Regions from separate parts of the Zea mays genome. Here region 1 is linked to region 2. Evidence: chromatin contacts called from public Hi-C data. All regions are on one chromosome and are shown on one strand. The core of a region is the stretch at or near the end of the contact, and the rest is flanking DNA. Distances in the headings are between cores, read along the strand shown. Region 1 has its middle 110 kb from the start of LOC100284736. Region 2 has its middle 84 kb from the start of LOC103635202.

Evidence for each region. A called contact is a pair of places that touch in the nucleus more often than the background predicts.
Region 1: a Hi-C map of bundle sheath shows a contact between it and region 2, with 4 times the contacts expected there. The contact joins two enhancer-like sites. A contact is called at or near these places in 3 of 25 Hi-C or Micro-C datasets (bundle sheath, endosperm and leaf).

The regions. Positions count from the first base shown.
Region 1 is chr8:54,179,086-54,184,907 of Zm-B73-REFERENCE-NAM-5.0, reverse strand. No RefSeq gene overlaps it. Among protein-coding and RNA genes, the nearest start is that of LOC100284736, 110 kb to the left of the region's middle. Within about 2 kb of position 3,572, at least 17 of the 20 cell types and tissues checked have an H3K27ac peak or open chromatin away from gene starts, as enhancers often do. A contact at or near this core is called in bundle sheath and leaf, where this site is marked.
Region 2 is chr8:54,014,255-54,019,907 of Zm-B73-REFERENCE-NAM-5.0, reverse strand. No RefSeq gene overlaps it. Among protein-coding and RNA genes, the nearest start is that of LOC103635202, 84 kb to the right of the region's middle. Within about 2 kb of position 4,222, at least 18 of the 20 cell types and tissues checked have an H3K27ac peak or open chromatin away from gene starts, as enhancers often do. A contact at or near this core is called in bundle sheath and leaf, where this site is marked.

The DNA.
Region 1 (5,822 bases), core at 2,323-4,822, 170 kb before region 2:
AAGGATCACTTGACACCTTATCCTGACGCACGCACTTCAGTCGACAGAGCCGAAGTGACCGCAGTCACTTCGCCCCTCCATTGGCTGACCTGACAAGAAAATAGCGCCGCCTGCGCTGCTTCGACTGTTGTGCCACCCGTCAGGGTGAGGCTGACAGCCGCCAAGTCCGGCCTCAGGCGCCATAGGAAGCTCCGCCTCACCCGACCCCATGGCTCGGACTCAACCTCGACACCGGAAGACAGTCTCCGCCTCGCCCGACCCCAGGGCTCGGACTCAACCTCGACACCGGAATACGGTCTCCGCCTCGCCCGACCCCAGGGCTCGAACTCCACCTCGACACCGGAAGACGGTCTCCGCCTCGCTCGACCCCAGGGCTCGGACTCAACCTCGACCTCGAACGACGGTCTCCGCCTCGCCCGACACCATGGCTCGGACTCAACCTCAACCTCGGACGACGGTCTCCGCCTCGCCCGACCCTAGGGCTCGAACTCAACCTCGACCTCGGACGATGGTCTCCGCCTCGCCCGACCCTAGGGCTCGGACTCAACCTCGACACCGGAAGACGGTCTCCGCCTCGCTCAACCCCAGGGCTCGGACTCCACCTCGACCTCGGAAGACGGTCTCCGCCTCGCCCGACCCTAGGGCTCAGACTCAACCTCGTCTCCGGAAGACGGTCTCCGCCTCGCCCGACCCCAAGGCTCGGACTCAACCTCGACATTGGAAGACGGTCTCCGCCTCGCCCGACCCTAGGGCTTGGACTCAGCCTCGACCTCGGAGGAGTCACTGCCTCGCCCGACCTCGGGCTCAGACCGACCACGTCATAGGGGGGCCATCATTACCCTACCCCTAGCTAGCTCAGGCTACGGGGAACAAGACCGATGTCCCATCTGGCTCGTCCCGGTAAAACAAGTAATGATGGCACCCCGCGTGCTCCGTGACGACGGCGGTACTCAACCCCCTACGGAAGCAAGGAGACGTCAGCAAGGACCCGACAGCTGTGCTCCTACAGGGCTCAAGCGCTCCTCCGACGGCCACGACATCACATGAACAGGGCGCCAAAACCTCTCCGACAGCCACGTCGACCTGTACATAGGACTTTGGGTTCCCTCTGCTAGACACGTTAGCACATTGCTACACCCCCCATTGTACACCTGGGCCTTCTCCTTACAACTATAAAAGGAAGGTCCAGGGCCCTCGTATGAGAGGGTGGCCACGCGGGAGAACGGGCTGACGCACGAGGCTCTCGCTCTCTCTCTCTCTCCCTCGCGAACGCTTGTAACTCCCTACTGCAAGCGCATCCGCCCTGGGCGCAGGACAACACGAGGCCACGGTTTCCCCTTGCTGTTTTCCCCTTGTGATCCATCTCGCACCAACCCATCTGGGCTGGGACACGCAGCGACAATTTACTCGTCGGTCCAGGGACCCCCCCCCCGGGGTCAAAACGCCGTCATCATGCTACCCAGTTGCCAAGGGGTCTAGAAGTCCCATTCATCTCTACCGAGGAGACAAGGCAGGGTAACACTACGAGGCCTTCACAAAGTTCCACTAGCTTCATAAAACCCGCTACGGTTTCTGAGGAGAGCGATCGCAACACAATCAACCCGAGAACCTCCCTACACCAACAACTCCCCTACCGCCCTAGCCCCTTTCGGGTAAGGTAGACCTCCACCAACTTTCCTAATTAGTCAGCCAAGGCGTCCCATTCCACCCTTGTGGTGGCACGTTTATCTCAAGTTAAGCTATATGTTCCAATTAACACAATAGTCTTATCATGAATAGAATAAAACAACAATAATAAAGCATGATCATAAATAATAATTATCTTAATACCCAAAACCACATATAGTAATAGCAAATAGTACCCAAAAAGTTCAGTGGTAAACAAGGTATAAAGATGACCAAACTAGGGTGACCTATTGGATCCCATCAAAATTAAGCCTAAGCATGCCAAATTGATTATAGAGAACATTATTGGGTAAATAAAAGTGGTCAAGGGCACAACTTGCCTTCAATGAGCTCTTGCTCAGTATTTTCCACCTGTTGAGTACCGGGCTCCTCAATTGCTTGCTCGTCTACTCGCAACAATACAAACAGACATGGCGAGGAGAAATTAACATCACACCAAACATCAGAACATGATGCATGATAATATTCTACGCATCATAATGAGATCCTAGGTTCAAGAACCACTAAATTCGGAGTTACGGTTTAAGAGTTATGATTTTCTGAATATTTAGGTGCTAAATATAAAACAAAATGAGTGCTTGATTTAATCTCTATGTTACATGGTAAAATAAGGTTACTAACTGATAGACAATATTAATATGAGTCTAATGCAACTGGAATGGATCAATTTGGCGCTAAATTAAAGAAGTTATGAATTTCCTAAAGTTGGTGAATAAATTTTATGCTAAAAATCAATTTCTTTAATTTATTTATTGCTTCCTCAAAGCATTGGGTGGCGGGCACTATTCCTAGAAAATCCAGGTGTTGGTTTATAAGAACTAAGACTTCTTGGTAATGATTCTAAGACAACCGTGGATGGCGGGTTAGTTTGTATCTTCCCCGAGGGCTCATACGCAAAACTCTCACGGCCCAAGGCATCCCCTAATCACAGCCATCCGATCACCCACCAATGACTCAGATTAGATAGAATCCCAAACGAACCGATACACAAAACTGACCGTCGGATCCGAGATCTAAGATGGGGCTTTTAAGTAACAGAAACCGCTCCTGGACCGACCGATCGGAGATCGACAGCAACGATTTAAAACACTAGCGACCCATTATTGGCCGAGGATCACCAGATCAATGGCCATGTCTCGGGCGAAAGAAAGGGTAAGGCTACGCTAATCTTAGCCGTAAATAAAGGATCCACGGTACCTGGCTCACCCCTCACCTCCACCCGATCGGACGATGAGAACATGGCCCCGCGGCGGCGCTACCACTGGCGCACGGCATGCCCGGCACACGGCGCACGATTCTAATTTATTCTAAGCGCTAATTGAAGCCTAGACAATATCGGATCCGAGAAGGAGGTCCTCACCCGTGATTGAAGCGAAGTCGAGTTGCCCAACGGCGCGAGGCGGCTCCACGACGATGAACAACTCCGGCGAGAAATTGTTGTTTATCTAGGCCCTCCCACGGTGAGGGGCTCCAACGCGCTTCTTCCCCCGCTCCCTACGCTCCCTCTTTGGTCTGGTTCGCAGGGTCAAATCGGCGGTCGGATGGAATTTCTCTCACGGCGGCGCTCTGCTCTCCTTTCCTCTTTTTTTGGCGCGCACAACCGGGAACAACGATCCTACGCAGGTGCCTGGGTCACGGTCTTAAAGGACGGGTCATCGAGCCACCAGCTGGTGGAGCGGTTAGTTGAAACTGCCATCGAGATTCCTGGGATTGGATCAGGCTGAGCTTCGCCGCGCGCAAGGTTTCCGTCGGGATTACACCGTGCAGTGACTGGCAGCAGGGGCCCGAAGATCAGCGTTGGCGCGAGAACGCGAGTGGCTACAGTAGGGCCCACCGGTCGGAATCAGAGGCGATGAGGCGCACGCGATATGGTCACTGGCAAGTGGTGCTGGCACCCCGGTGAGGGAATCTGCCCAGTGGTGCGCGCGACAGCCGCGGACAGGCATGGCCCGCCTGTCGGCGCGACACACAGCCCAGTTGGGCCGAGTTGCTGAAAAGCGATGGTGGGCCAAATTCAGGATGTTGGCCCAGCCGGGGTTTTCTTTTGTTTTTCTTATTTTAGTATGAATGTCTTTCTCCATTTCAAATTCTAGTCTTTGAATTTCAAATTTGTTTGTAAGTCTCATACCTAGATTAAATGCACAAATAGAAATACTAGCACGAGGAATCATTTTTCCTATACCACACATTTTTCTTTATAGTTTATTGTTTTTTTCCTTTTTCTCTTCTCTTCTTTTCTATTTCATTCTCAAATTCTCGATTTCAATTTAGATTAAACTCAAATTTCAACATTAGTATATTTTTATTTTTATTATTTTTATTATTAAGTGCACAAACAAATAACCTCCAGATTATTTATGTTTCATTAGTTAATTTATTCACTTTAAATATGATTATGCATATGTTCTAATGAATAGAGGGCAATACATATAAGGAGATTAAGTCTTCTCTTTTACTATCTACAAGTTGGGTATTACAAATCCTATCCCCCTTAAAAATAATCTCGACCTCGAGATTACTACATGCTAGGAAAGAGGTGGGGAAACTCTACTTGTAATTCTTCTTCCCTCTCCCAAGTAGCTTCATCTACCCCATGATGACTCCATTGCACTTTGCACATTTTGATCACTTTGTTTCGCATAACCCGATTCAAGGTGTCAATGATCTTCATAGGATGCTCAGTGTAGGTTAGATCACCCTGCACACTAATTTCTTCCATAGGCAAATGTTCCTCTGGAACCCGGAGACACTTCTTAAGTTGAGATATGTGAAACACATCATGGACATCAGATAGATGGTCTGGTAGCTCAAGCTGGTAGGCCATCTCTCCAACTCGCTTAAGGATTTTGAAGGGTCCAATAAAGCGAGGGGATAGCTTACCTTTAACTTTAAATCTCCTCATACCACAAATTGGTGACACCTTTAGGTATACGTGATCACCCTCTTCGAATTCCAGTGGTCTTCTTCGATTATCAGCATAACTCTTCTGTCAGGTTTGTGCTATCCTCAATTTCTCCCTGATCATCCGAACTTGTTCCTCTACGTCTTGAATAATTTCTGGCCCGAAGAACTGCCTCTCACCAGTCTGATCCCAATACAGAGGGGTTCTACACTTTTTGCCATATAAAGCTTCAATGGAGACATCTACAGACTGGCCTGATAACTATTATTGTAAGAGAACTCTGCATATGGCAGACTCTTGTCCTAACTACCTCCACGCTTAAGGGCACAAGCTCTTAACATATCCTCAAGCACTTGGTTGGTTCTCTCAGTCTAGCCATCAGTTTGGGGATGATAAGCCGAGATGAAATTCAACTTTGTATCCATGTTCTCATGGAGACTCTTCCAAAACCTTGAGGTAAACTGAGATCCTCGATCAGAAACAATCTTCTTAGGTACCCCATGTAAGCACACAATTCAAGACATATATAACTCTGCCAACTGGGAACCCTTGTAAGTACTCTTGACCGGGATAATGTGAGCCACTTTGGTTAATCTATCCACGATCACCCATATGGAATCATAACCTTTCGGGGTGCGAGGCAACCTGACAATGAAGTCCATACCAATTTCTTCCCACTTCCTTTCGGGCACCTTTAACGGGTGTAGCAGTCCAGCTGGCCTCTGATGTTCAGCTTTGACTCTAACATACATCACATACAGCCACTTGTGCAGCTACATCTCTTTTCAGCCCATACCGCCAGTACTTCTGCTTTAGATCTTGATACATCTTGGTACTACCAGGATGAATAGAATAGTCTGAGTCATGGGCTTCCTTCAGTATGGTCTCACTGAGGCTGTCAATCTCAGGAACACATATCCTATTCTTGAACCATATTGTGCCTTGTTCATCCTCTGCGAATTCTTGACCTCTATCTTCTGCCACCAGATCTTTGATTTCTTGAATTTTAGCATCATCAATCTGACCCTTGCATATCTCTTGCTCCAAGGTAGGTTCCACTTCTATAGTGATCCCTTTAGTATGTGCAACTATTCCCAGGTTGAGTCTTTCAAAGTCTTCTACAAACTCATCAGGTAACTGGGCTACTATAGCTGCATGAACATGTTCCTTCTGACTCAAGGCATCCACAACTAAATTCGCCTTGCCCAGATGATAGTGAATTTCTAAGTCATAA
Region 2 (5,653 bases), core at 2,973-5,472:
TGCACAAATTAAAAGCTAGGAAAAATCAGAAATCGGTTGTTTGATATTTTTCAAATATAGTGTTAGTAGAAAGCACGCCATTGGCTAGAAACTTTGGAAAATCATAATAAAATAACTGTTAAGTATTAATGGCTAGAAATTTGTGCAAAGTCATGTTATAACATCTAGATGCCAGCAAAAATATGTCTTAAGGAATAACCCTCTGTTAAAAAGGAGCCATAGTTCAAAACACCTCTCCTGCCCTAATATTTGATAATTTTATCCAGAAAGAACTACTTACTTTTTAAACCCCAAATTTTTAGACAGAGACTCATATACTAGTAATAAGCCCACTGTAATTTTTCAGAATTTGTGGAAATTTATTAATATAACTTGTAGTTCAAACCCACCTTAAAAGCATAAAGGAAATAAGAAGAAGAAAGGAAAATAATAAACCTCGCTCCAATAAATTCAACTAGAAATCTTATTAAATTCTCACTAAGACATTAAAAGGAAATCAGTGGAACACCAAAATAGACTTACTACTTAGTTTAACTAACCTTGACCCTAATTTGCTAAATGTACCACAAGAATCTGTTGTAGCAAGATTAAACTCTACCTGATTTAAGTAGATTAGTCACCATCAAAGTTAATTGCTAAATTACATATCATATCATGCATGTATCTTACTCAATGCATTCATTAGACTGCAATCTAGCTGACGGAGAGTACGTGCTCATCCCCGAGCAAGGAGCTGTCCACGAGGAAGACCAGGAGCAAGCTCCCGAGACTGCCACTGCCCCAGCTATTGAAGGCAAGCCCCGGTTTTATGCATAACCGTATTTATATATGCTACTTTACTACACTTAATGTTTGTAGGCTTGTAATGTGCACTTAAGTGCAGGAATTGCTTGAAATCTGTAGTTGCATGAACTTAGGATTCCTTTTTGAGATGAATACTAGTATGCTAGGTCGAGTAGCTGCTTGCTAAACAGGATCTCGGTAGAAGTCGAGTGATTTTTCTAGCACTCGCGCGAGGTCAGGAATTGATTGTATTCATCTTGATAACAGGATCTATGATGGTCTATGGACTTGGATCCAGGGAGGATGCCTTGTCCATGAGACAGGAAAAAGAATTAAGGATTAATGTGTGGATACCTGAGTCAAGCGTTTGAACGTACTAAGCACATGTCGGGAAATATGGTAACCGGTAAACCTAGTACCTGAGTGAAGCCGGGCGCAGACTTTATCCCTCACTCGTCTTGAGACTGGGTCTCCCATGCTAGCTATGGTGGGTACAAGTGCGGTCACTGCACGGCGGCAGCCAGGGTCAGTGGAGCATTGTATGCCAAGGCGGTGAGCCCTGGCCACGAACGGGGAATCGATGGGGATGGTTGACATGTGTGGGGACGGAGTGACATGACATGTCGTGTGTTTAGGTTTACCTTGCATGGATAAAAACTCTATTCGAATCGTCTGCTTCTCGCAGCTAATGAGACTGCTTGACCCCTTGTACTACATTGAGTAAGAAGTGAAATGAGGTTTACATGAGATAACTTGTTGATTGTACTAAATGCTTGTTACCATGTATGCCTAGAAGGAACAAATTTAGCTAAGATAATGATGCTAGAATTTGAAAAGCTAAAAATTGATTTTAGACTCAGCTAGTGCCTTTGGCAAACTAAACCCCTCAGCCAAACAGCTGCATGGTCTAGAGGTAGAGGAGTAGTTTCCTCACACCAGGTAAGTCTAGCTGAGTATTAGTATACTCAGCCTTGCTTGTGGCATAATTTTGCAAGTACGCTTCAAGATATGGTTGATGGTGTGACTTGGCCTACCACCCTGCCACCGGGTTGGACGGTCGAGTGGGATGCTGCTCCAGCAGGAGAGGAGCAAGAGGAGTAGTGGGCTAGGCCTTGCCCGATTCCTCGCTACCGACGATATCAATTATCCGCTGCATTTTATTTTGTGAACTTTTATTCACTACTTGAAAAACTCTGATCTATGTAATAATTCAGTACTTTAATTTGAGATTTTCCTGTTTTATTGTATTTCTTCTGTGACTCGCCTTCGAGTGGGTTTGTGGTATTTGATCCTGGTTAAGTGGCTTTATCAGACTAGATCTGAGGGACTGACGGGTTATTCCTATTTAAGTGTGTTACAACCCCTGAGGCGTAACTTAGGCACTTAAGTTGGAACAATTCGGGTGGTTCTGCCACATTCTGTCACACCCGGATTTAAGGGGTAAACCCGGGTGCGTCTTATATGTGCGCCAAAGAAGAACAACACGTATAATGACCAAGTGTATAGAGATAAATGTCACAAACATTATTACATAGCGGAAGTGTCTTACAATAATAAATGATAACAATAAAGCTAACTAATATTATTCCTTGCACATTAAGCTGACTAGGAGACGCCACCTAGACTTCCTCGTACTCCTCATAGTAGTCCTCCTCCTGGTCTACCTGCTCTTCACCTGTGGGGGGCTTTATATATATCGCAAGAGTGAGCTCACAAAAGATCATAGATCAACAGTTGTGGGGAATAATGTGCATGAACTCATCAAAGGTGAGGGCTCATGTGAAGTATAAGGTTGATCAACAAATAATGGTTAAAGCTGAGCATTGCTTTTAATAAGTTGGTCAAATTTTTTAGCAGATACTAAATATAAGTATATACTAAACCAGAGTAATAATAGATCAAAATTAATAATAAAACCACTATGCGATGCATATGACAAATTGAGTTTAATTCCATAAGTTAATCATGTGAGAGTCCTCAGCTGCTCATGACCGCGAGCACAGCTAGTTTACCAGTTTTACACTTTGTAGAGGTTGCACATCTTTACCCACAAGTCATGCTACCCATTTGCCAAGGGGTCTATAAGTCCCATTCATCTCTACCAAGGAGACAATGCAGGGTAGCACTACGAAGCCTTTCCAAAGTTCCACTAGTTCGAGAAAACCTGCTACGGATTCAGGACGAAGGAAGCATAGGATTCCCTCGTCCAGAAAGCTAAACAAATAGTCTGACCCGAGAACCTCCCTATACTCTGCAGTGACGCGTTCCTTCTTGCCCCTTTCAGGTAAGGTAGTCTCTCCCTAGCTTTCCTAATTACTTGGCCAAGGGTGTCCCATTCCACCCTTGTGGTAGCACTGTATTCTCAAGTTAAGCTTCATGTCCAATTAACACCATAGTATTATCATGAACATTAAAGAGTAGAATAACAATAATAAAGTATGATCATGAAGCATATTTATCTTAACACCCAAAACCACATAGAGCAAGAGCAGTGACTACCCAAAAGTTTAGTGGTGATCAAGGCAATAAGTAAAACAAACTAGGGTGACCTATTGGGTCCCATCAAAATTAAGCCTAAAAATGCCACAGTAATTATATAGAACATTATTGGGTCAAGAAAAGTGGTCAAGGGCACAACTTGCCTTCAATGAGCTCCTGCTCAGTATTTTCCAACTGCTGAGTATCGAGATCCTCGGTTGCTTGCTCGTCTACTCTCAACAATACAAACAAACATGTTATAGTTGAAATTAACATCACACCAAACATCAGAACAGAATGCATGATAATATTCTATGCATCGTAACGAAATCTTAGGTTAGAGAACCACTAAATTTGGAGTTATGGTTAAAGAGTTATGATTTTCCGAAGGTTTAGGTGTTATATTTAAAAAAAATTAAGTGTATAATTTTATCCTAAGTTTCATAACAAAATAAAGTTACCAAAAAATAAACAATATTAATATGTATTTAATGCAACTAGAATCGTAAAAAAAGGAGTTAAAATGGATTAATTATAAATTAAACAAGTTTCTAGAATTGTTTTCATACTAAAAATCATTTTCAATATTAATTTACTATTTTCCTGATTGCCTATGGACTGCGGACGCAAAAATTTGAAAGCTCACAGATCAACTTGTAATTTTCGGGACCTCTCTGTGATGTTTCTCGTGTCTAGGCGGACGGCGGGTTAATTCTTACTATTACCGGGGATTCATATGTAAATTTCCCTAGTCGAAGGGTGTTGGATTTGAATCATACAGCTCAGATTAGATCGATCATATAATAAACGGAGCGCAGCGCAGACCACTGGATCTGAGATCTACGGTCCGGATTCTAAATGACTGAGATTGATGTACCCATTGGATTATAGATCTATGGCCTGGGTTCTATTGGACGAAGGGGTAAGCTATCTTCTAATCCCAGCCGGTTGCCATGAAATCAACGGCTGGCGGCTTCTCTTCTCCTACCGGCCCCAGGACACGGCGGCGCCCACTCCGTGCGGCGGCGACTACGCTGGTGAACTGCGGTCCCGCGCCCAAGGACACTACCCCCGAGCCCGATAGCATCAACGCGAGGGTGGGGAAGTCGATCACAGTGCCGGCACATAAAGGCCCAGAGCACACGCCGTTGAGATCTGCCACACTGGAATCCCCGGATTCTGTTGCAACGGCCGCTCCCCGAGCTAGGAGCCGGAAGCTCGACTTGATCCAGCGGGCCCACTCGTCGGCGATAAAGCTAATGCAGGTGCACGCGGTTGAGAGGGTGAGTAGCGACCCCACGAGTGGCACGCGCGACGGGTGGCTGACAGACCAGGCCCGCTTGTCAGCGCCGGGTTGCGCGAGCAGGATATGGGCCACGCGAAAGGATGACTGTTTTGGGCCGTGGTTCGACTTTGGGCCCAAGCTGGCGCTGGTATTCATTCCTTTTTCTTTTATCACTTCTATTTCTCTTGTTTTTGTTTTCCAAGGTTCAAACTCAATTTGAATGCATTTCAATTTCTGGTTGCTCGAACCAAATGCCACAAACAAAAGATACCAGCATGAAATGCACTTTTCTTTATTTATTGGTTACCTAACTAATTTGATTCCATTAATTTAATATGAAAAAAGGAAAGGAAACCAAATAATCTCCAAAGGTTCCATAATCACAAAAACACTATCACATAAATACATTTGTTCATTTATTTTTATTATTTTTCTCTTATACAAAATTTGGGCTTTACAGTATAGTGCCAAGCTGGTCAACAAATAATGGTTAAGGCAAGGCATTGCTTTTAATAAGTTGGTCAAATTTTATTAGCAATTACTAAGTATAAGTAAATATCAACCCAAATAAATGAGATCATAATTAATAATAAAACCACAATGCGATGCAAATGACCAATTAAGTTTAATTTCATAAGTTACGCATGTGAGGGTCCAAGCCGCTCATGACCGTGAGCATGACTGATATACTAGTTTTACACTCTGCAGAGGTTGCGCATCTCTACCCACAAGTTGTGTTACCCATCTGTCACGGGGTTGTACGGACTCCATATAGCTCTACCGAGGAGGTGAGGCAGGGTAGCACTACGAGGCCTTTACAAAGTTCCACTACCTTCAGAAAACACGCTACGGTTTCTGAGAAGAACGACGTAGGAATCCCTCGTCCAAAAAGTCATCACAGCATGATTGACCAGAGAAACTCCCTATACCACAACTCCTCTACCGCCCTTGCCCCTTTCGGGTAAGGTAGTCCTCCACTAGCTTTCCTAATTAGTCAGCCAAGGGCGTCCCATACCACCCTTATGGTAGCACTGCTATCCCGGGTGGTCGCTCTATTTTTCAATTAACACAATGATCTTGTCATGAACAATAATAAACCAGCAATAA